2 separate regions of the Mus musculus genome follow, and region 1 is linked to region 2. Evidence: chromatin contacts called from public ChIA-PET data. All regions are on one chromosome and are shown on one strand. Each heading gives the region's core, a stretch centred on a gene start, on an enhancer-like site or on the middle of the called end of the contact. The rest is flanking DNA. Distances are from core to core; before and after follow the strand shown.

Region 1 (5,540 bases), core at 1,100-3,599, 120 kb after region 2:
CAAATTACTTGATTTAATATGATGGTCTTCAGTTGTATACATGTTCTAACAATGTAATCATTTTCCTTACTGTGAACAAAATTACACTGAATACAAGATATGAATCATCTATCCATGTGCATATATTTGCGGATATTACTATTATCTATCTAGCCACCCACAATCATATTTTCTATGTTTATTCACTTGCTGATGGAATTCTGGGCTGATTAATTCATTCAATGACCAGGACAAGTACAGAAAATTATGAATGCAGAATTTTCTAGGGTCATTTTGCCTTGAGTCCTTCAGCAATGACAGGGGCAAGTGTAGAAGATTGTGAATTCAGAGTTTTCTAGAGACATGTTGCCTTGAGTCCTTCAGTTCCATAAACACAAGTAAAATGGGAGGGCCATGTCTGGTTCTACATTGAGGTTTGCTCATTTTAAAATCTTCCCTAATGTTTTAGAGTATCTGCAGGAATATCTGCACTCACCAACAGGGTTTATAGGCTCTATTTCCCCCACATTTTCAGCAGCATTTCTTACTTTCTCAAAAAGAGTTCATTTCATTTTTACTTCCTTTCTTTGAAAGAACTCTATCAAATTTTTGGACATGTTTACCTATAGTAATTTTGAAGATCTTTTGAAGAGAACTGCTCTCTTCCTTTCTTGTTTCATGTGAAAATGCTACTGATTCTCATGTGTTGATTTTTGCATTCAGTTATTTGGCTAAAGATGTTTACCAGTTCTGATAATCCTTGGGTCTATATAGTAGAGGATAATATTATTTATCATCAACAAAGATTTAATGTTTCCTTTTAGTATTTGCATCAGTTACATGAAATGTATACTTGTGGAGCTTAGAATTAAGTCATACATTTTATTTCACAATAGGATATAGAATTCAAGGAAACGCTAATATCCATCCATACCACAATGACTTCATATTACCAATTTATAGTGTTCTTTACCTTTGAAAATGGTCAATATAACTCATTACCAACTTTTTTCTAAGCATAACTAGGAAAATATAAATTAAGCATCATAGTTTTATGATGGTGTATGGAGATAGTGTAAGATGAAAAATATTTAAGAAATAGTATTAAGCAATGTGATGGTGACACATTTCTTTTAGTTTGTAACTGAACTCAAAAGCAGGCAGATCTCTGACTTTGAGGTCTGGTCAGTGTAGTAATTTCTAGGATAGCCAGGGCTACATAGGCAATCCCTGTCTCAAAAATAAACAGAGAAAGGAAGAGAGAGAGAGAGAGAGAGAGAGAGAGAGAGAGAGAAAGGAGGAGGAGGAGGAGGAGGAGGAGGTGGTGGTGGTTGTTTCAATTTTAAAGAAAGTAGGGATCCTATCAATTTCTTCAGAGATTAGCTTAAGTACAAAAAATAAATTTGACTATATGTGTAAAGTGGTTTTAAGACAATGATATCTGGTAAAATGTCATAATTGATTTTTTAAGAAGTATAATTTTCCTCATTACTTTGACTCTATTGCTGAATAGAGTATCCACTTAGCCAATAGTATGAGCCTTTTCTTTATTGGTTAATTAATTAGAGAGCTCTATCAAATAACAGAAAAATGAACATATAAATACTATATTTGAAAAACTCTGAGTGTATACTTAACAGTCAGTGTTTTGATGTGATTTTTTTTTAAAAATGGGGCTTTTAGCAACACATATGAAAACAACTTAGGATGCATTTAATTATGACTAATTTTCTATTATTTTAGAATTGCCTCTTTCCATATTACATTTTGCTGGTAGTATGTCACCTTTTATAATAACATCAATAGAGACCTCTCAAGTAAGTTTTCTATACTCATGTTTTGCAAGTTTAAGCCAAAAATATATTATGAATAAGCTGCTTATGTAGCATGGACATCAGGCATGCATCCCTGAACACAGGGATGTCCAACCTCAGACAGCATCTCACATGCAAAATGCCTTGACTTCTTTTCATGTTGCTATGATAAAATCTGTGAGAAAATGAACTCCTGGAGTAAACTGTAGAGGGCAAAAGTGCCATGTGCATACCTACAAGCACTGGAGAAACCAGGAAAGCTAAACATACAGCTTATCTCTTCAGTGGAATAAGGTGCTCAGCTGCTCTCCCTGGAATGCCCAGAATGATGGAGTTTTACAACCTGGTGATCCTTTCCTATCTGAGAAGACATGCTCTGCTCTATCTCCCAGAATTTACTTATCTCATACAGTGTCTTTCCTTATCTCTTAAAAGCTTGAGCATCACACTTAGACCACAAAACATGTCCTTACAAGTGAGTCCACTTGGGCTTTAAAACAGCCTAAGTGAAGTCTATTTTATCTTAGGTCCAGGACCATCCTGACTCTCACAGGAATTACAATTACCTCACTAATTCTCTCTAGACCCTTGTCTACAGCATTGTTTCTAACTCAACAAGAAACTATTTTAAGAATGAAGCCATATATTTTACTAAGAACTTCAATATAAACATATCTTAAGCTTTGTTATATGCATGGGGTGGTTAATTGTTATCAGGATTTTTTTTTTGAAACACTGTACTGTTCTTAATTATGTCTAAAGTTAAATGATCTGGGCCAGATTCTACAAGTCTTGGTCGAGTACCAGCTAGAATGACAAATGGCTGTGGCACTTCATTCTGACCTCATTCTGATCATAATTTCCCTACCTGCGTAAAGCAGGAGAGTCATGACAAAAAAAAAAAAAAAAAACAAATTGGTTAAGTTTAGCTCATAATTCACAGTAATGCCATACTATGATGTCATAGTGAAAGGAATTTGAGATAGTTGGTCACTTCATATCCACAATCAAGACACAGAAAGCACTGAATGCTTACTGCTGCTCCATTTAGTCCATTCAGAAAACCCCCAAAAGAAGATGGTTATTTCTAACCTCATTTAACTTAAGAGAACATTCTATGGGCATATCCAGAGACTCATCTGCTAGGTGATACCCATCAAACTCATAATTACTACTATACTGGCTGGTTTTGTGTGTCAACTTGACACATCTGGAGTTATCACAGAGAAAGTTTCAGTTGAGGAAATGCCTCCATGAGATCCAGCTGTAAGGCATTTTCTCAATTAGTGATCAAGGGGGAAAGGCCCATTGTGGGTAGGACCATCTCTGGGCTGGTAGTCTTGGTTCTATAAGAAAGCAGGCTGAGCAAGCCAGGGAAAGCAAGCCAGTAAAGAACATTCCTCCATGGCCTCTGCATCAGCTCCGGCTCCCTGACCTGCTTGAGTTCCAGTCCTGACTTCTTTCAGTGATGAACAGCAAGGTGGAAATGTAAGCTGAATAAACCTTTTCCTCCCCAACTGCTTCTTGGTCATGATTTTAGTGCGGGAATAGAAACCCTGACCAAGACAACTACTAACCATAAGTATGAGTGTCCCTGATCTGTGAGCACTGGCCGTTGTGCTTCGAAGGAATCAAAACTGTCAGTGAGCACTTTAAGAAAACTTTTATTGTATTGAGTTTACTTGAATGTATCTATTCTCTAAGTTCCAATCTCCGTTACTATTGCATGGAGGGAAGAAACCTTAGGTTTTATATATATTGAACTTCTGGCATACTACTAATTTTATAAAAACTGCATAAAATTGCTAAATATAGAATGCATACATTTAAATTAATATATGTCTAAACAAATCATATGAAACTTGCCATGTACTCTGAAGTTAAATATTGGCAAACCATTATGTAGCCTACCATTAAACCCACTTTAATAAAACTAAAATTTTTATTATAAAAAAATTATAAAATTTCATTATGTGTCCTTATGCCCTAATAATACCACTTGTCATTATACAGATCAACTACCGTAAATAGCATTGGAGTTAAAATATAGTGCCTATGATATATATATTTTGATCTGATTATGACAGCCATCCAGAAAAAATGTTCATATTTTGAATTCTAAAAAAAGACAAGCATATGGGAAAATTGTCCTCCTTGCAGCCATCTGGAAATATTAACCAATTTGAAGCATGATTTTTGAATTATCCATTTGGGTCTTAAGAGTTTCTCCATTCTTTGTTTTTTTCTCCCGATATCTGTCTCATATTTCAATTTCTTGTGTTTACTCCTCAGGCTCTTGGAAGCGCACAACAACTTTAATAGCGCTCCCTGTGTGACAGCCATTTCATATGTTGTGCAATCAAAGCTTCCCAGCCTGCTCTGTAACTGTTGATTTGTTGATTGGGGTTTAACCTTCTCTTCCAAAGAAATGTCTCTACAAGGCAGAATGCTTCATAGAACATCAGTATATGACAGTGTTTTCTTTTCTACTTCGTGTTTTTTTTTGTCAGATGAGCAGAATGATAATGCCCAGAGATGACCAGAAAAGAAATGTATAACATACTGAAGCATAGCTCATAGCCTCCAATGAGGTAAAGCTGAACACTTATTGTGCATTATACAATACAAAGTAGGCCACCGTAGTCAAGTCACCTTTCCCACACTAGGGTTCTTCCAGGCCAGAGAGTTTCAGGTCTCCCTACAACATGAGTGGTTTCAAGATGACATGTTTCCCTTTTCAATTTTTGCACTTTATTCAGAAGCTTGAGGAAGTTCATTACGATTTACTTAAATTACACACAGAAATTAACATCTAGGGAGCTTTTGAGTTATAAAGGTGAGATGAAAAAAAAATATATTTTAATGAGAATGAGCATCAGTTCCAATTTTTTTTTGCATCTATACCAAATCAACATACTACAAAGGAATAAATGCAAGAATCGATGATGTAGTAATGTTTTCCATTAAATTATACTGGTAACATTTATAAAATGCAAGACAATATCATTCTTTTCAATATCATGGTTTTGACTTTAAACATCTGTATTTTTATTTTTGTGTGTTTGTACAGGTATTTTACAGGACTGCACATGTTAATGAATGTACACATGGCGTGTGTGCTTATACAGACATGTGTATAGGACTGCAAGTGTTTATGCATGTGTACATGGAATGTGTACTTGTACAGTTGTGTACAGTACTGCATGTGTTAATGCATGTTCACATGTAACACACACATGTAGGAGCACAGGGCCACATTATATGTTATCCCTCACATGTAATTTACCTTATTTTGAGACAAAAATCTCTCATGGAGACTTGGGGATTCACTCGATTAAGTAAGGCTCGCTGTCTAGTGAGCTATGGTATTGCTGTCTCTATCTTCCCAGAGTCATGATTATAAATGGGTACCACCCTACTCACATTTTTCTTGGGCTATGGAGCATCATACCCAGGTCCTAATGCTTGCCAGCCAGCAATGGACCTAAGAACTAACTAGTTCTCCAGTACTTAATTAACTTCAAAAGTGTTCAGTTATTTGCAGTAATTGATATTAGAGTTAATTTTTAATAATAATTATGTAACACTTACATTAAATTTATATATATTGAATCAATGCTAACTAAAATATAGTGTTAGTGATATATTATTTACAAAAGCAAAAGTTATGATTAAAAAAAAAAATCCTTAGTGTCTGTAGATTTTTAGTGGATACAGTTGGAAACTCTTCTCTTAGTGAAACAATTC
Region 2 (5,613 bases), core at 282-2,781:
GGATTCGGCTTACAGTAAAACCCAGTTGAATGTAAGAATATGCATGTGGACCCAGGTCTTTGCAATGTAAATTAGAGTTTCAGACTGGGAAATTCTTTACTTCTCCACTCAGGGTCATGTTAAATCTATTCCATTTGAACACCAATCATTGCAAAGAGTGGTAGAGGCTTGACCTGAAGCAGACATTTAGTTACACTTATAACTACTCTAAGGAGTATGGAAAAGGACTTTTCATGCTCACGATGAATGTATGTAACCATCCAGACTTTAAGAATCTGAACTGAGATACCAAGGCTAATGATCCTGCACTTATTTTATAAATATTATGTATCTATCTCATAATCTTACGCATATACAATCCTCAAATTGAAACATATTGAAGATATAAGAAAATATATTTATATAATTTCTGGTGTGATAAAAGACTATGTTTGAAACTAAAAAGGGGGCCTGGGGAAGAGAGGGAGGAAAGACCCACACCCCGCCAGAATTCCATCTATATTCTGGTCAGGCAGGCATGGGAGGGCTGCCACATGCTTTCTACTCAGCCAGGGGTGGGCATCCAAACCTTTGACCTACTCTTCTGGGGGCGGGGTGGGGTGAACAAGGGCAGCCCAACCTGGGAGTCCCAAGGCTACTTTCCTAAAGTTATAGAAGAGAGGGAGCACAGGAAGGCCTTCCATCAGGAGATTAGAAAAGGCTCATTAGGAGAAAGCCTATCCCATCCTCCAAGTGCAGTGGGCCTTGATGAGCAGAGACATTCTATGGTTTTATAGCTTTATTGTAGAAAGGCAGGGAGAAAGAGAGAAGGTAGAAGAGAGAGAGGGTGAGGAAAGGCTAGAGAGAAAGAGAGAGTAAGAGGTAGAGAGGAGAGGAGAGAGGAGAGGAGGAGACAGAGAGGAGAGAGAAGTGAGAGGTAAGAGAACAAAGGAGTGAGCGAGATGAGGAGAGGCCAAACAGCTCCTCTTATGGTCTTTATTGTTACTAGGTAACTGGGGAGGAGTTTAGCCTGAAGGTCAGAAGCTTGGGACATTGCCTATGTGACTTCTAGCCATGCTTCTCTTGTGAGGGCTGGGGGAGGGGGGGTGCGGAAGGGGTAGTAACTTAGGCAGGAGCCAGAGTTCCAGAGCATGAGGGAATGCCTACCATGTCATGTAGGCAAAGTATCACCACTCCAGGGTTCAGACCTCAGCTCAACTGGAGACTAGCCTGTCTGTGCATAGCCCAATGCCCCACAAGACTATTCTGATAACAGAGAACAACACAAAGCAGTAAAGTTTAGGAACTTGGAACATTATGTCCAGTGGACCTGGAGACATGGGTATAGCCATTGTCTTTCTCCTGTGATACACAAGGCTCAGCAGTATAGTAACTTTATCTTTAGTTTACAGAAGCATGAATGTGGACAGCATCTCACATGGGAGTAACTGAAGCAAGTGTGTAAACGATATCTGAACGTTAACCTTGCTTTCAACTGGATAGGATCTAGCACTACAAGACTAAACAAGCCTCCAGGACAGCCTCAGGATATGGTCTAGATCACGTTAGGCTCTAGGCGTGTCTGTAGGAGATTAGACTGAGTTCAGAAGCCACACCCTAACTGTCAGCAGCTTTCTGATGGTTGCTACTCACAAGTTGAGAACAGCAGCACTAGACAGTGCATTTCTTCTGCAAAGAGATTTTAAATCTTCAATACCTAGCAATTTCTAGAGCAGAAGATAGGTCCAGGGACCTGTACAGTCCTTTAGAGTTCTCAAAGGACAGAATCTTTTCACTGACACAGTCGACATTTCTTATACAGTTGAAAACACAAATGAACATTTTTATGTGTAGCCATAAAAGGCATTTTAAAGGCACTCAGCTCTGAAAAGAGAAAAGCTTTCATGAAATGCGATGTTGAGGTTATAATACCTCAGAGCCTGTAACATGTTTAAGCAATTTCTGTAAACCTGGCACACTTCTGCACTCTTCGGAGATCTTAAAGTGCCAGGACCAGTAATGACAATGTTATATAAAAATAAGATTTTTTTCTTCATTATCATTTTCCTTTCCTTTCTCAGTCAGGACAAATGTCTGTGAAGTCAATCGTTTTAATTTCTGCCTTCTCTCTCCTATATCCTTGAGTCTTCATGTTGTCCTGACTTATCTGATCTCAAGTTTTAGAAAGTTTCTGTTTCTACTTATTTGTTACATATTTCACTGAGAAGTTTTTGCTGGAATTAAGGCTTGGATTCTCCTGGCATGGACATTTTCTTGGTGAGAAAATTAGAGTGAATACAGCCTTCTTTTACTTCTCAGGAACAGCAGCTACTAAACTATTAGGAGAGAGTCATTTATTTCTCATGGGTAAATTACAGTTCATATTAATTGGTTTCAGTCAGGAAAATGGTATTACAATGAAGATCACTGAGCCTTAAACTCCAAGTTACAACAAGCATAAAGCAATAGGGTAGTCTGTTCCTATTAATAAACAATTCTGCATCGTGGGCATCATTTCAAGTTCATGGTCACTGAGTCTAGATATACAATGAAATACAGTTTAAATCTTAAAAGCCATGTTCAAGTACTATGATGTCTTTCTTTTGGAGTCACACATTTGTGAGCCATGTGGGCTGCATGCTCTTAGTTTTTCTAAAGACAATGGTGTTCTGTCAAGTATATACTTTTAAAAACAGTGACCAAAATGAATTGCAGTATCAATGCAGCTGAAACCTTCCTTCAGGCTGACTCTGTAGGCCTCTACCTTTACCTCCTGGTGTGCTTTCCACTGTCAAATGAGATCACAGGGCCCTAGACATGCAATGGCATTTCTACCACATTCAAAAAACCCAGGAAGGCAAACAAAGCTCCCTTTTTTACATTTCAATCGACTTTCAATGAAATATATATCAACTGTAGGCAAAATAGTGAGTGTCTTTTGCTTTAAAGTGTCCTGTTTAATATTTCCAGTTTTGAAATATATATTTATTGGACACACATAGTTCACACACAAACATAAGCATAAACACACTCAAAGTTATATCCCCACAGAGTGTAGAAATATTAAAACAGTGCTGCCATGTAACTCTTTAGTGGTCCAGTTACAAGGCTTTCTCTATCCCTGCAAATCTTAAAAATTCTCCATAAAATTTCTGACTGACTCATTCTTCCAGTCAAGTCTAATTTAACTGTGAATATGTAACAACAGCTGAAGACCGCCTACTCAGGTAACATTGAGACCTAAAGCAATTATTAAAGTGATTCAAGCAGAAAAATGTCCTACTGAGGATGAGATAATGTTTGCTTGAACTATTCAGATTGGCCATCTATAATAATTAAATGCAGTAACTTCTTCCTCACTCTGCTTTCCCTGGGAAGAAATAGACTGTTTTTTATTAAAAATATAACCACAATTCATCTCAAATATTTGACAGTTTACAAAATGCTCTGATTCCATTAGAATTAATTCACACATTTAAGAAATTTCATATTCTTCAGAATTAGACAGTAGTCCCTAGGGGAAGTAGAGAAGATAGAAAAACCATCAATAAGCTACAGAAGATTTTTGCTTTTCTCTAAATTACTCTTATATATGACTTTCATCATATATAGCTATATTTGTATTCAAATCTGTAAAGAAAACAATTGCTCTTTATTTTAAAGGATTGATCACTTTTTTCATAGTTATTTAATATTATTTTAGTGGTTGCTAAATAATATAAAGTGTGTGTTAATATACATGATTGCTGTACAGAAAGTTGCTTGAATATGATCATTTTAATATCCTAATTTGTTTCATTTATCACTAACCATGTAGTTTCTATATTATTCAGAGATTGTTCAGTTGTTACTACCTTGCATTACTATCACTCATCTGGAAGCTGTACCACAGACTTCCTACATTCCATTTTTTTCAGCCTTGTCTTCACCATAAACCTTCAACAGCATATTGTTCAGTTTAGTGATCAATTTTAGTCATGATGTAGAGTGTGATGTTTAATAAAGATTTATTTTTAATCTGTAACTATATTCGTCTGTATACAGGTTTGTGCATATGAATTCAAGTACTTAAGTTGGTAGGAGGAATCAAGTGTCCTAGAGTTGGAGATATATGTGGGTGCTAGCAACCAAACTCAGGTGCCTTATAAAAGTAATACATATACTTAACAGGTAGCCCTGGTTTTGATGTTTCTTGAATAGGGGTAATAAAGAAGCATCCTTTCTGGAAACAAATTTGAAAACCCTGCTCATGTGATCATGTGAGTTTTGTTTTTCTTTATACTATCAAGAAGAGGGTCATTAATCTAGATTTACGACATCAGCTGTGAATATAGAGAATCAAAACAATTCAAGGTGGAGGGCCTGTCTGTAGTCAGATGTGAATTTCCATACACCCCGGTACACTGTAGATGACATGGAAATAATAGTAAAAGAGATTAATAATTAAAATAATGTGACTCAATCTCAGGGGTGGCCCATTGCTCTACATGGAGTAGATACTATTAGCAGAGTACAGGTTGTTCTTAGATGGATGAATTTTTCTACATATAGTGTTGGCAAACCAGGATTTGATGAACAAGTAAATAGGGGACATCATGAAGTTCATCATTTAGAATCACATGTGTTCTCTGGTGCTGCCTCTAGGGCATCAAACATACAGTTTGAGAAAGATGTGTACATATGCATTGCAACACTCAAAAACTGATCAACATTTAGGACTTAAGAACGTCAATTTGAGAATACAAGCTGTGTTATTTCTGATGAAATATAAAATAGTGTCCATACATTTTTAACTCATATATGATATACTCTTTAAGTAAGGCTTGATATACAAACCCTCAGGTATAGCAAAAGAACTTACTTAAAGAAGTAAAGAACTTTGATAACAACCTCCATCAAAACATATTCAAATTTATGGTGGTACACTGGAATGATTGTAAACCTTTACATTCTTCATTGTTTTGAGGGGAAGAGAGAGAGAGAAAAAAGGAATAGCTTTATTTTCAAAAATAAAATTTTATTTGAGAAAGAATAATGATCTACTTTCTTTGTTAAAGCCAAAATAAATAATGCAGTTATAAGAAACATTAGAGGAGACACATGGACCACTGAGAGTATTCATGATGATAAAGGTCAATAGTCATATGTCTGATCTTCAAATTAATTCAAACATGGACATTTTCCTTTTCTAACAGATATAGATTCCAGAGAGCTAGAAGATGAAGATGTAAAGTATGTCATGAGTTCCTCTTAACTCCTCAGTGACCATTCCACTTCTCATTCAAAGGACTGTCCTCATGCCTAATTTAGGAACAGCTGGTTCTCCAGGTACATGTAGCAGTGACACTTCACTTTGTCTATTGCCTCATCTATTTCATCAAGTCAAGCAAGCAACAAAGCTCACATTGCCTCAGGCATCAAATAGCTATGATTAGGATGTCCCAAGAGAAGCATAAAACATCATTGTTTTTTATCATTTACACACAATAGTTATCATATCTAAGAGAAAGTTATAAAGAGCTTACTTTTATTTCCTTGAGAAAATTCTATGGGGCAAAAAAATCAAAATTGAAGGACATGACCCTGGAAATTCCTTTAATGGGTACTTTGAAAATTAACATGTAATTATTAATA

What was found. ChIA-PET counts read pairs in DNA pulled down with a chosen protein or histone mark.
Region 1: a contact with region 2 is called in an SMC1A ChIA-PET map of the G1E-ER4 cell line, with 19 read pairs. The contact joins two enhancer-like sites.

Annotation. Positions count from the first base shown.
Region 1 is chr3:24,046,227-24,051,766 of GRCm38.p6, forward strand. All of the region lies in intron 10 of Naaladl2 (N-acetylated alpha-linked acidic dipeptidase-like 2), which reads right to left. Among named protein-coding and RNA genes, the nearest start is that of Gm42191, 110 kb to the left of the region's middle. Within about 2 kb of position 2,350, at least 2 of the 459 cell types and tissues checked have an H3K27ac peak or open chromatin away from gene starts, as enhancers often do. A contact at or near this core is called in the G1E-ER4 cell line, where this site is marked.
Region 2 is chr3:23,926,775-23,932,387 of GRCm38.p6, forward strand. All of the region lies in intron 11 of Naaladl2 (N-acetylated alpha-linked acidic dipeptidase-like 2), which reads right to left. It also overlaps the pseudogene Gm18824. Among named protein-coding and RNA genes, the nearest start is that of Gm42191, 10 kb to the right of the region's middle. Within about 2 kb of position 1,532, at least 11 of the 459 cell types and tissues checked have an H3K27ac peak or open chromatin away from gene starts, as enhancers often do. A contact at or near this core is called in the G1E-ER4 cell line, where this site is marked.